4 separate regions of the Mus musculus genome follow, and all the other regions are linked to region 1. Evidence: chromatin contacts called from public Hi-C, HiChIP or PLAC-seq and Micro-C data. All regions are on one chromosome and are shown on one strand. Each heading gives the region's core, a stretch centred on a gene start, on an enhancer-like site or on the middle of the called end of the contact. The rest is flanking DNA. Distances are from core to core; before and after follow the strand shown. Region 1 holds the start of Ripk4 (receptor-interacting serine-threonine kinase 4). Region 2 holds the start of B230307C23Rik (RIKEN cDNA B230307C23 gene). Region 3 holds the start of Zbtb21 (zinc finger and BTB domain containing 21). Region 4 holds the start of C2cd2 (C2 calcium-dependent domain containing 2).

Region 1 (2,672 bases), core at 126-2,625:
TCTAGTCAATTTTTTTCCTTACCAAAATAATGACTATGTTGACTTTCAAGTTATTTTTATTCATTGAAAAGCCCCAATTATTCTTAAAGGGTTAGCTTATTCATTAGGTATATTCACTACAGATGAATTTAAAATAGCTATCTGCTGCCTTGGACTCAGAAATTGTGTGGAAAAGGAAGGTAGTGCCTATGGCTCCCAGGAGACTCTCCCACCCCCACCCCCACCTCCAAGCATGTAGGGCTGGGATTGTGGGCCCCTCCACTGGGAAGCCAGCTGGGGGATGAGGCTCAGGAGAGAAGACTCAGTTGCTAGGTGTGACTTGAAATCTACCTCTCAGGAGAGAGGTTCTCTAGAATTACTGTCCTCACAACGTCCCCTCCTCTTCTCCCATCATGCCCAGTTTTCATATGCCTTGGTAAGGAATAGCTCACTTTTAATAAAAGCACAGCGGGCACAAATGTTTTTTGAAGGTAGAGACCTAACCAGCAGGCATTTCCACCTCTGACCAGGCTACCTTCCCAAAGCTGAATTTTCTCAAAGATGAACAGGTTGATTATCCTTCCTTTTCCAGCCATCTGTTTACCTTTAAAAGGTCACTGTTTTCCATAATGAAGGGATATTTGTTTGTTTGTTTAAAACAAGACCTCCCTCTGAAGCCTAGGCTGATCTCAAACTTGAGGTGATGCCCCTGCCTCAGTCTCCTCAGAACTGTGATTTACAGGCTTGAACTATAGGGTAGGGGCGATTGAATTTTAAAGAACCAGTTACCTCCTATGAAGAATTCGGTAAAAAAACAAAAACAAAAACAAAAAACAAACCAAGACGCAAGGGGAGTGGAAAACCAGTCCTAAAGGTTGGATACTATATAACTCTAATATAAACAAATGTTTTCGGGGGAGGGCGGAGGGAGAGAAAAAAAGATTAGCGATCGCCAGGGCCTAAGAGTGCAAGTTACAAAAGCCTCCCAGGAGGGCACAGAATGTTCTGTTTCTCCACTGGCATCGGGTACATGAACTGACCCAGACGATAACATTGTGTAGGATTTAACGTTTGCAAACGAAGATGCGCATAACCCGGGAAACCTGAGCAAGCCTGGCGATCAGATCTAAGTCCACGTCTCAGTTGGAAACTATACTTTGTTGTGTTTTGCAGAGTGGCAGCACTGTGAGAAGTGAACTAGGTACGAACTACAACTACAGTGAGAAGTTGGCCAGCCACAGCGCACGCCCCTAGGAGCGCAGGGATTCCACCGATCCCTGGTGGGACCGCAACACCCGGCGCTAGACTCTCACCGGCAGCCGCTCCCTTGAGGGCGTCGGGGGTGGGCCCAGGGGACTGGCGGGGCGGGATGGGGCTAGCGTCGGAAGTGACGTCAGCGGGCGGGGCATGCACCTGAGCACCTGGGCGGACACGGTTGAGCCAGGCTGCTTGCGATACGCACGCGATGGAGGGCGAGGGCCGGGGCCGGTGGGCTCTGGGGCTGCTGCGCACCTTCGACGCCGGCGAATTCGCAGGCTGGGAGAAGGTGGGCTCGGGCGGCTTCGGGCAGGTGTACAAGGTGCGCCATGTGCACTGGAAGACGTGGCTCGCGATCAAGTGCTCGCCCAGTCTGCACGTCGACGACAGGTCAGCTCCCGGGCGGGGCCGGGTGGGATGGGGGCTGCGTGCTACGTGAAGCGCCGCGGAAGAGAGTTTGCGCCACTCAGGCCACCGGTCCCTCGCAGCTCCAGTGCTTCTGGGATTCGGAGCTGGCGGGGAGCGATGGCCCTGAGCCCTGTGAGGTGCGTCGGGCTCGTCCGGGACCCACCAAATGCTGCGGTCCGCGCCGGGCTTAGAGAAATTGCCGTGTGGGCCTCTGCGCTTTGTGAACGAGTTAGATTCAGTTCCACTTAGTAATTTTCGTCGGAGCACAAATTGGTGTAAGACCGTAATTATTTCGTTCGGAAGCACCGGCTGTGTTCCGGCGAGGCGTCCGCGGCGCACAGCCGCTTACAGGGCTCCGGGTCTCGCTTAGGTCTGAGATCTGGTTATGCCACAGCTTTTTCCCGCACACTTTCGTTTTAAAGGACTTAAGGTAGGAGCGAGACCCTGGGAACGTCTTTCTTTGACCCTGGGCAGGTGGCCCCGGGCACCTTGGGCCTTTCTTTGTCCCTCCTAGCGGATTATTCCAGCGATAGGAAAGGACTCAGAGAGGTCCCTGGTAAACTCTTTGGCGATTGTGGTTTGTGAGTAAATTTGGAGGCGAGGTGCGGAGCAGTTATTCAAAAACATTTTCCTCAGGTTTCACTGTTTAGGTTTGGTAGTAATAGGTTATGTATGAGCCTCAGAACGGCAGACTTAAATGACTTCCTCTCAAACCAAGCCGACATGGTGGTGGTGTTTGCGTTTTACCCAGAGAAAGAAAGCTCTTAAATTCCATTGAGCTGTCTGCAGGACCAGCCTTAAGTCACGGAAACTCTGAACTCCAACATTACTTTGGAGTAGTGACTATGGCTGCCTGGGTGACAATAAGAGGGATGGTTTGAGTTCTCTCTTTATGCCTCATCTCTAGCCTGGAAACTGTCAGAGCTATCGGGTGTTTGTGTTTGTTTGCTTGCTTGCCTTCTGCTATCACCCAGTTTTTCTTAGAAACTGGTACGGTGGGAACTAGTGTCTAAAATCACTACCAGCTC
Region 2 (2,672 bases), core at 106-2,605, 230 kb before region 1:
ATGGGAGACATCTATGAAGTCAGGAGAAAGATGAAGAAACTATGAAGTCAGCAGAAGCATCATACAATGGGACACACTCAGGAGAAGTCTAATCAAATAGTTGCTGCACAAGGGGAAACTCAGTGTATCTGAAAAAATTTCTGACCAAGTCTCTCATGGCCTTGGGACTGATAACCACAACCCCGTACGGTGGGAAGAGTTGTGCTCTCAGAATCTGAAGCAACCCCTCCCAAAGGCCCTGGCCCCAGACTATTACCAGCTCTCCCAAGCATATTCCAGGTCTTAGAGAAGAAGCTCTGTTTTATCTCTATACCCAGAGCCTCAGGGAAAGCTCCCAAGGCCTAGGCCCCAAGCTGTGACTGGCTCTGCCAAGCATGTTCCTGGGTTTCATGAGGAGCTATGTCATTCTCCATATATGGAAACCTCAGGGAAAGTGTAACTTAGCACTCAATACAACAGTGTTTTGTTTTGTTTTCTTTTTTACCTTCTCACATGGTTGTCACTAGGCATCATCTCACCCATGTGGCAGAACTATGCTTTTCTCAAGAAGAAAACTGAACCTTTATGCCACACCAGGCCTTACTGTAGATTGTGATCCTGTAAGGCCCCATAGACCAGCCTGTTAGAGGCCTGCTCTTTGATATGAAGATGAACCTAGTGGATGGTAGTAAATCAAGTTTGTTTCCTTTGTTATGGTTTGGTGCCCAATTTCTGGACAATCCGGGTGAATTAACTTGTGTATCCTAGCAACCTAATCTCTAACAGCCCTAGTTAGCACATTACCTATCTGTGGGATGTTTTACATGCAGTCCACCCTCAGATAAATTCTACTTGGAGTGCCTTACTATCTCCTAAGCTTTAGTAAATCCTTTAGATCATTAATCCTGCACTTTTACATCACAGCTTGATATTGGATTGCTACCCAGCACATGAGATGTCTTTTACAACCTCCACAAAATTAACTCCAATGGATTGTCCACCTTAATGGCAAATGGTAAGAACAGAACTTGCAGAAACTAGTACTCTCTGAGTTTGGGATCATGCCAAAGATCTTTCTACACACAGGCCAAATGCTCTGCACAGATGCAGCCCCCACAGTGAAGTTATTCAGAGGCTACAGCTGGGTCCCCCAAGTGGCTAGGACCTCACACGTGGCCGCCGATTCCCATTCAGTCCTGTGAAAGCCCCACCACACCAGCTCGCGCTGCTGAGACCCCTGCTTCTCCCCATTGTTGGCAGTGACCCTGTGCTTACCATGTCGCAACTTCGGAGCTTGCCTGTGCACAATCCACAGCATCCAACCGCAGGAAACGGAGCACGGCACACAGAACCATTCAAGCACTCAACCAGGAAGCGAAACCGACACCACCGCACCCGGAAAACCCGCCTTCTCTTCTGACACGCAGGTCTGCCTGGAGGCTCTGATTGGCCAGTAAGTCTTGAGTGAGTCGAGCACCTCCCTTAGAGTTAGAGTGTGCTGAAGCCACACAGTGTAGAAGTTCTCAGACCAAGCTTCAAATCCAGGGACGACCTTTTCCAGATCTACAGGGATTTTCATTTCTGTAATACTTGTGCCGGTCCTCCAATAGCCTACCCTTCTGTCTCCCCGCACAGCCCCAGGGAGGAACCACCACTGCACCTATCACTGCTCAGCCGCTTGCTCCTCCCCTATGTGAACAGTTGACCCCGTGCTCAGCAAGTCCTTGACTTTTCAGCCTGAGCTTTCCTCACTCAGTAGACTGTTTGCCTTCCTCCTGGAATCAAGGTAGTTAGCTTGCATAGCTCAACTTGCAGTGGAGTTATCAATCTGTCCTACAAGCGGAAGGGTGCCCAGGATATTAACGATTAAAAAGAGATTTGGGGAAACAATAGTTTTGTTGCGGTTGGGATTCAGACCCGGGACCAGCTTCTGATCTGCATATATTTAACACACCAAAGCTGGCTGGGTGGAGCCATCCAGCAGCCGCGGGAGAACTGAGTTTACCTGAAAGGGGTGCTGGAAATGAAAAGATGGGGGTGGGGGGTACGCGAGAGAAGAATGAAGTCAAGACAAAGATTCTGATCAAGACTCAAAGTTTAATAATAGGCTTTACGTTTATAAAGGGAAAAACCACAAAACCCATCCCCTTCTTTAGCTGGAATATGTTGTAGAACAAGGTCAGCACAGGCAGCCAAAACAGCTAAGTTCCCATGGGAACCTGCAACTGCAGCCAAGACACATGTCTCTATCCAGCTTGATAAGGCCTGTCAAGATGAATGTTCAAGGTCTGCTTAGCCTGCTCAAGGCTGGGAAGGTTACAGCTGAACCTCCAGGTTCTCCCAGCTCTCCTCAGTCTCCACCTGTTACATAGCAAAGTTGGCAGACCCCACCTTGTACCCTGAGCTTTCCTGTCTCCAGAAGATCTTCCTATATAATCCTGACAGTTTGTACTCTTTGTCTCTCTGTTTCATTCTCTCTCTCTCTCTCTCTCTCTCTCTCTCTCTCTGCCTCCTCCTTCCTCCTTCTCCTGCCCTTCCCCCTCCTCCCTCCACTTCCCTCTCCATCTCCCTCCCCCCTGCATGCCTTGCTAGCTCCTTCTCCCCACCTCTGCTCCTTATACTCCCATCCCATAACTTCTCTGACCTCCTTGGGACTAGTGAACTCTCTGGTTCCTTGGGATCACTGAATCCAC
Region 3 (2,672 bases), core at 53-2,552, 200 kb before region 1:
ATGTAAAAAAGAGGCCCAATGGTGTGTGGTCCTCTCAAATCCCTCTTTACAAGACCACTTCTTGCTTAACTGCCATACAGTTCAAATACAAATACATTAAAAACAAACAAACAAATAAACAAACCAAAAAAAAAAAAAACCCTTGAATGATTGCAGAAGAGAACTTTCAGTGTGAAATTCTAAAGGGCATAGTCTTGAAATGAAAAAAAAAACTAAATACTCAGAGTTATTCATTTGGAGTCTGTCCCCCCCCCCAATGGATCTACCTATTGCAAGATTCCTTTCTCCACATATCCCTCACACACTTCATAATGCTGTTTCACCTTGATTCACGTAGTTAAAACCCACCTTCAGAAGCATACTTGAAAACCACACACTTCTTGAAACATAGAACACCTAATTTAAGATCTAGGCTTTTGTTTTGTTTTTGTTTTTGTTTTTGGAGACAGGGTTTCTCTGTAGTCCTGGAACTCACTCTGTAGACCAGGCTGGCCCTCGAACTCAGAAATCTGCCTGACTCTTCCTCCCAAGTGCTGGGATTAAAGGCGTGCGCCACCATTGCCCGGCGGATCTAGGCATTTTTAAAGTCTGTTACAGAAATTTCACTTGTTGAGACTGTCTGCTGCTATGTTCCAGGCTCTAGAAAACTTCCGTGGCCTAGAGACCCTTTCTTCACAGCTGGAATTTGTAGTTTGGCATTTGTTACCCAGCTGCCTGGTTTTGGCGTACAGTCATCTGACAAATGGCATTGTAATTTTCATGCAAAGAGGCTAAAAGAGAACTGGTGTTGCAGGGAAAAAGGTTAATCGTTCTTTGTCTTTTGTTTTGAAATGAGCCAGGGCCTCACTCTGTAGTTCAGAATAGTTAACGGGAAATCTGCCTCAGTGTCCTGGATGATGGGATTCCTTGCATGCACCACCCTTCCCAGCTTCAACACCATTTTAAAAGGGTAAGGTTTGGATATGTGTTTGAAAAAGCCACAGAGCGAATAAGGGGAACCTGGGAACCCAACTTGTTCACTGCCGCTTTCTCCAGGAGGAAGAAATGGAGATGAGCTATTTTCCCGATAGCTCCACATTCCGCATTCAGGGGCTTTCCGCGACCACATGCGTACCCTGGGGGCGTCCCTACGCTCTGCTGCTCGTGCCCGCGCCTCACCGGAGAGGCACCAACGCGCCGGACCCAACGCGGCCGCGCTCCCGCAGGCCCGCCCTCGGCCCGCCCCCAGCCGCCCGGCACCCAATCCCAGCGCCACGCACGTGACGAGCGCTGCTTGCGATGACCTCATCCCTGGTGTGGGATGACGTCAAATTCAAGATGGATGGAATCACAGCGGCAGTGGAGGCTGCGGGTTGCGCGAGCCGAGTGTGAGCGGAAAGGGGCTTGGCGCCTGCCCCAGGGCTGAAGAGCGGTGAGTAACCGTCACGCTCCGCGCCCTAGGAGGACGTCGGGCCCGGTCGGGGACTACGGCCTCTCCGCAAAACGCGGCCTTTCCTGACGTAACTCTGAGGTGATTTCTCTTCTTTTTTTCCTCCACCAGTGGGTTGCGGGCGTCGGGCCCTTTTACGCGTGCGCGGGGCCGCGGTCCTCACCGAGCATGCCCAGACTCCCACGTAGTCGAGCGTGTCCAAGCACTGCGCATGCTCTCTGCCCGCATTTGGCCTCGCCCTCGCTCCTACGCATGCTCAGCCTCCAGGCCGCTGAGCTGCTCACCCTGGCCCGGGCGGCCTGAGTAGCCGCGGTGTGCGTCTGGGGTGCTGGCCACAGCATAGCCGTTGAGACGCCGCTGCGGGTTAGGGCGCGCTCTCTGGGGCGGGCGGGCGGCGCGCGCTCGCGCGGGGCTGGGAAACTGGCGGGCGGTGGCGGCGGCGGCGGCACCCACACCTGCAGCGGCTGGAACGTGACAGCCTGGCAGCCAGCACCTCTGGGGCCACCTCGTTTGCCCATGCACACCCTATCGGACCCCTCACCCCCACCCTCGGGCCCAAGGCTTTTCTTAGGAGAAAGACCCTCTTTCGGGGACATAGCACGGAAGACCTCCCTGCAGCTCACATCTTGGCCGGGGTCTCCCCCATCTCCCTGGCTTGGTTATTTGGAGCACCTTTGAGTGCTTCCTCTGCAGAGACTGCACCTTGTAATCAAAGAACCATGCACATATGTGCCCCCGAGGCTCTGGGTTCTGGAGAACCGCACACTACAGAACGTGTACAGAGAGCCTTAAACAGGTACTCCCTAAGGTTGCCCGACACAGGGGTGGTGTTGGGGGACACTGAGCCGCCCTTTGAAGCTTGGCATTTTTTTGTGTGTTGCATGAACTCCAATCGCTTCTACATCTTTGGACATCTATCTGTGTTACAGCATAGTCTGGTGATTGTTCATCAGCATGACCCTGAGTCATAAGTTCCTGGGTTTGTTTCATGGTCCTCCCACCTTGTTTCAGAGGCTGAAAGTAGGTTAATCCATGTTAGTGTTTCCACTGAAAACCTTCCTCCACTTCTAGTGATTAATCATTACCCTTAACCTTACCCCTAAATATTGACGTTAAAGTAGAAATTTGGCTTACGTAAAAATGACTCTTTAATTCAGCCGATGCACTTAACAGCATAGTGTTTTCATTTAGTATTTATTGAAAGTATAGGGAGTGTCATTCTTAGGAAATAGAAATTGTTAAT
Region 4 (2,672 bases), core at 94-2,593, 160 kb before region 1:
ATCCAGTTGGGTAAGCAGCCCCTGAGACATGTCCGTGGAAGAATGAGACTGGTTGTACCAGTCACACAGGATAGATGAGCTCCTTGTCACCACCCACATAGTAGCAGCCAACATACACATAGGAACACAGGTGGATTTGGACACAGGTAGATGTGGTCTAGTCTCCCAGGTGTCTGGTAAGACCTACATCATCCAACTGAATAGATCTAGCTTTAGGTTAGAAAATAAACAGCCTTTTCTTTCAATGAGAACAGATTTTCTTTGTTTCTGCTAAAATACCAGATATAAAGAGGGAAAGGGGAGTAAGTCTGAGCCTCCAGCCAGTGTACTATGCCTGCTAGGTAGGGTTCATCATCCTATGGTAACTTGAAAGACATGGTTAGGGTTGTTTTGTTGTTGTTTACTTTTTTTTTTTTGCTTGTTTGTTTGTTCTTTTGCTTGTTTTTGTTTTTTCAAGACAGGGTTAGGGTTAGGGAGTTTTTAATCCCATATCCTAGCTAGGAGAGGTTCAAGTTCAATCCTAGCAACCTTGAACTGATTCCATTTTGTTTCCACAAAGTCCCTCTGTCCAACTGCCACCCCACGTTTCTCCTCAAAGATAAATGTGGTAGGGACACTGATTCTAGGCTTATATCTCCCCTGATGTAGCCAGTCTTTTGCTCCAACATACTAGGAGAAGGCTGAATGTTAGGTCCACCTAGCCTAACTTGAAGTCCAGTTCCACTGATGCAGCTGCAGAAAACACAGCTGAACCATGTTTCTGACAACTTTCTGAAACTTCTCAAGATGAGCATGCAGAAAGCTGTCACAAATGCACAAAACACAAAAAACGGGTACTGTGCACATACAAATCTCACCACCACATACAACATACCAAATTCCCCTCCCACCATACCACACATGTATACTTACACACACACACACACACACACACACACTCCAAAGTCGATGATCCATGCACATCCTGAACTATGGCCTAGGTTTGACAAGCACCTCCCTGGATCTTGAAATAGGACAGGCATCATCCCCATATTGCAGCGACCATCAGCCTACTTTAGGGTGACAGCTACAGGCTGCTGTGGCTAGCCTTGCAAAATCCTAGTCTTGGCAGTGGGGAAATTCTTGGAATTCTCGCTTTATCTGGGCATCCCACCCACGCGCCAGCGCACAGTTCCCAGCCAAGGCGCGCCAAGCGAGGCACCCCGACACCTTCTCACCCACCACTCAAGGTAGTGGCAGGAGAGGACTTGCGCCCTTAACGCCGCCGTGAGGGCCCTCGGGGCCTTTAAGGAGGCGGAGCTGTAAAAAGAGACTCCGCTCCTGCTCCGCCCCCAGGCCCGGCCTCCTGCGGTTACTACGGGCCGCGGGCGGGACAACCCGGGCGGCAAGCTGGGAAGAAGAGCCTTTGCCTTGCACTTCCCAACCGCGCGTGGGGAGCAGCTTCCTCTGTCCCGCGTTTGGCTCCCAGGCGCGCAGCGCTCAATTTGGTTCGCTTACCGGTCCTCGCCGCCCTCCCCGCTGCCTTGGCCTCCCAGGCCCCGGACCCTGTGCCCCTGCGTACCGGCGGATGTCCTGAGTCGCCACCCGCCAGCTCCGCGCGCCCTGCGGCCACGGCTGCTGGGGGAAGTCGGGGCGCGCTCGCCGGGTATGCGCCGTCAGCATGGGCTCGTGGCTCAGCGAGGTGCAGTGGCTCTTCCTGGTGTCGCTCTTCGTCGCGGCCCTGGGCACCGTGGGCCTGTACTTGGCGCAGTGGGCGCTGGCCAAGGCGCGACCCCCGCCCCGGCGGCGGGCGGAGCCGGATGAGCTAAGGCGCCGGGAGTCGGACACACTCCTTTCCTGGATACTGACACGGGATAGCTGGGGGAACCAGTGGCAGGCGGCTTGGGTGACCGCCCTGAACTATGAGGCCGAAAAGAGAGGGGTGAGTTCCTAGGAGGGCGTGGTGTTTGAAGGTGAGAGGGGCATCAGAAAGAGCCCTGTTCCTGGGAGGCCGCCACAGTCCCTGACTCGCCACCCAGAGCCTACCGAGGAAAGGCGTTCTTTGAAGTTAGAACTAGGGAGAGTGAAGCACCTGAGGTGGGGAGTTAACAAAGTGACTGACTGTTTCACACAGCAAACGTCTTAAGCTCCGTGAGGCTTTCTGTGGGAGAACCACCCAGCCGGTCCCTAGAGGATTCCGAGTGGACACCTACTGGTTTTGAACCCGATAAATGGATAACTGTGATCCAAATGTGCTTTCATTTAGAATCTTGTTCTCTGCCTAAAGCTTCTAAATTCTAAAAGGCTTGCATTTCTGAGCACATAGAATAGTGACCATTTATTGAGATCTCGCTGCTTCTCAGCTATAGCCCTGGGGACTGTAAATGCTTATGTCACTTCCAGATTAGCATGTCATCATCATCATCCATCTGAGGAAACTGAGGCCTGGAAGGTTAAAGTAGTCTTTGGTGTCAGAGCCAAGATGAGAACCCAAATGTGCTGACCTCACACCTTGGGCTTATTACCCTGCTCTATGTCTCATACTCCTGTGGTTGTTTCTTTCATTGTTAATTGCTTGCAGAATTATTTTTACTTTTAAGAGATGTTAGTGTAAGGACAAGTTCCTGGCGTCTACAATTTGGAGGCATTCCACAGGGGAATTAGGTTGGTGGGACAGAGCTGGCACCTGTCAG

The links. A called contact is a pair of places that touch in the nucleus more often than the background predicts. HiChIP or PLAC-seq counts read pairs in DNA pulled down with a chosen protein or histone mark.
Region 2: a contact with region 1 is called in an H3K4me3 HiChIP or PLAC-seq map of embryonic stem cells, with 13 read pairs. The contact joins the promoter of B230307C23Rik here to the promoter of Ripk4 in region 1. A contact is called at or near these places in 4 of 39 promoter capture datasets (the 3T3-L1 cell line, cranial neural crest, embryonic stem cells and 1 more), 2 of 115 datasets of contacts at active chromatin or transcription factors (the SCID.adh cell line and embryonic stem cells) and 1 of 9 other capture datasets (adipose tissue).
Region 3: a Micro-C map of embryonic stem cells shows a contact between it and region 1, with 2.1 times the contacts expected there. The contact joins the promoter of Zbtb21 here to the promoter of Ripk4 in region 1. A contact is called at or near these places in 1 of 39 promoter capture datasets (cranial neural crest), 4 of 484 Hi-C or Micro-C datasets (all in embryonic stem cells), 2 of 115 datasets of contacts at active chromatin or transcription factors (extraembryonic endoderm stem cells and pancreatic cancer cells) and 1 of 9 other capture datasets (pancreatic islet).
Region 4: a Hi-C map of liver shows a contact between it and region 1, with 2.0 times the contacts expected there. The contact joins the promoter of C2cd2 here to the promoter of Ripk4 in region 1. A contact is called at or near these places in 2 of 484 Hi-C or Micro-C datasets (embryonic stem cells and liver) and 1 of 115 datasets of contacts at active chromatin or transcription factors (the SCID.adh cell line).

What each region holds. Positions count from the first base shown.
Region 1 is chr16:97,762,482-97,765,153 of GRCm38.p6, reverse strand. Ripk4 (receptor-interacting serine-threonine kinase 4) reads left to right here and starts at 1,375. Exons shown (of 8, transcript NM_023663.7): 1 at 1,375-1,626. The coding sequence starts at 1,445.
Region 2 is chr16:97,996,019-97,998,690 of GRCm38.p6, reverse strand. B230307C23Rik (RIKEN cDNA B230307C23 gene) reads right to left here and starts at 1,355. Exons shown (of 4, transcript NM_001362093.2): 1 at 1,255-1,355. The coding sequence starts at 1,257. C030010L15Rik (a long non-coding RNA gene) reads left to right here. Exons shown (of 5, transcript XR_001781957.2): 3 at 904-994; 4 at 1,240-1,765.
Region 3 is chr16:97,961,252-97,963,923 of GRCm38.p6, reverse strand. Zbtb21 (zinc finger and BTB domain containing 21) reads left to right here and starts at 1,302. Exons shown (of 3, transcript NM_175428.4): 1 at 1,302-1,510.
Region 4 is chr16:97,921,304-97,923,975 of GRCm38.p6, reverse strand. It overlaps C2cd2 (C2 calcium-dependent domain containing 2), which reads left to right and starts at 1,343. Exons shown (of 14, transcript NM_174847.2): 1 at 1,343-1,921. The coding sequence starts at 1,661.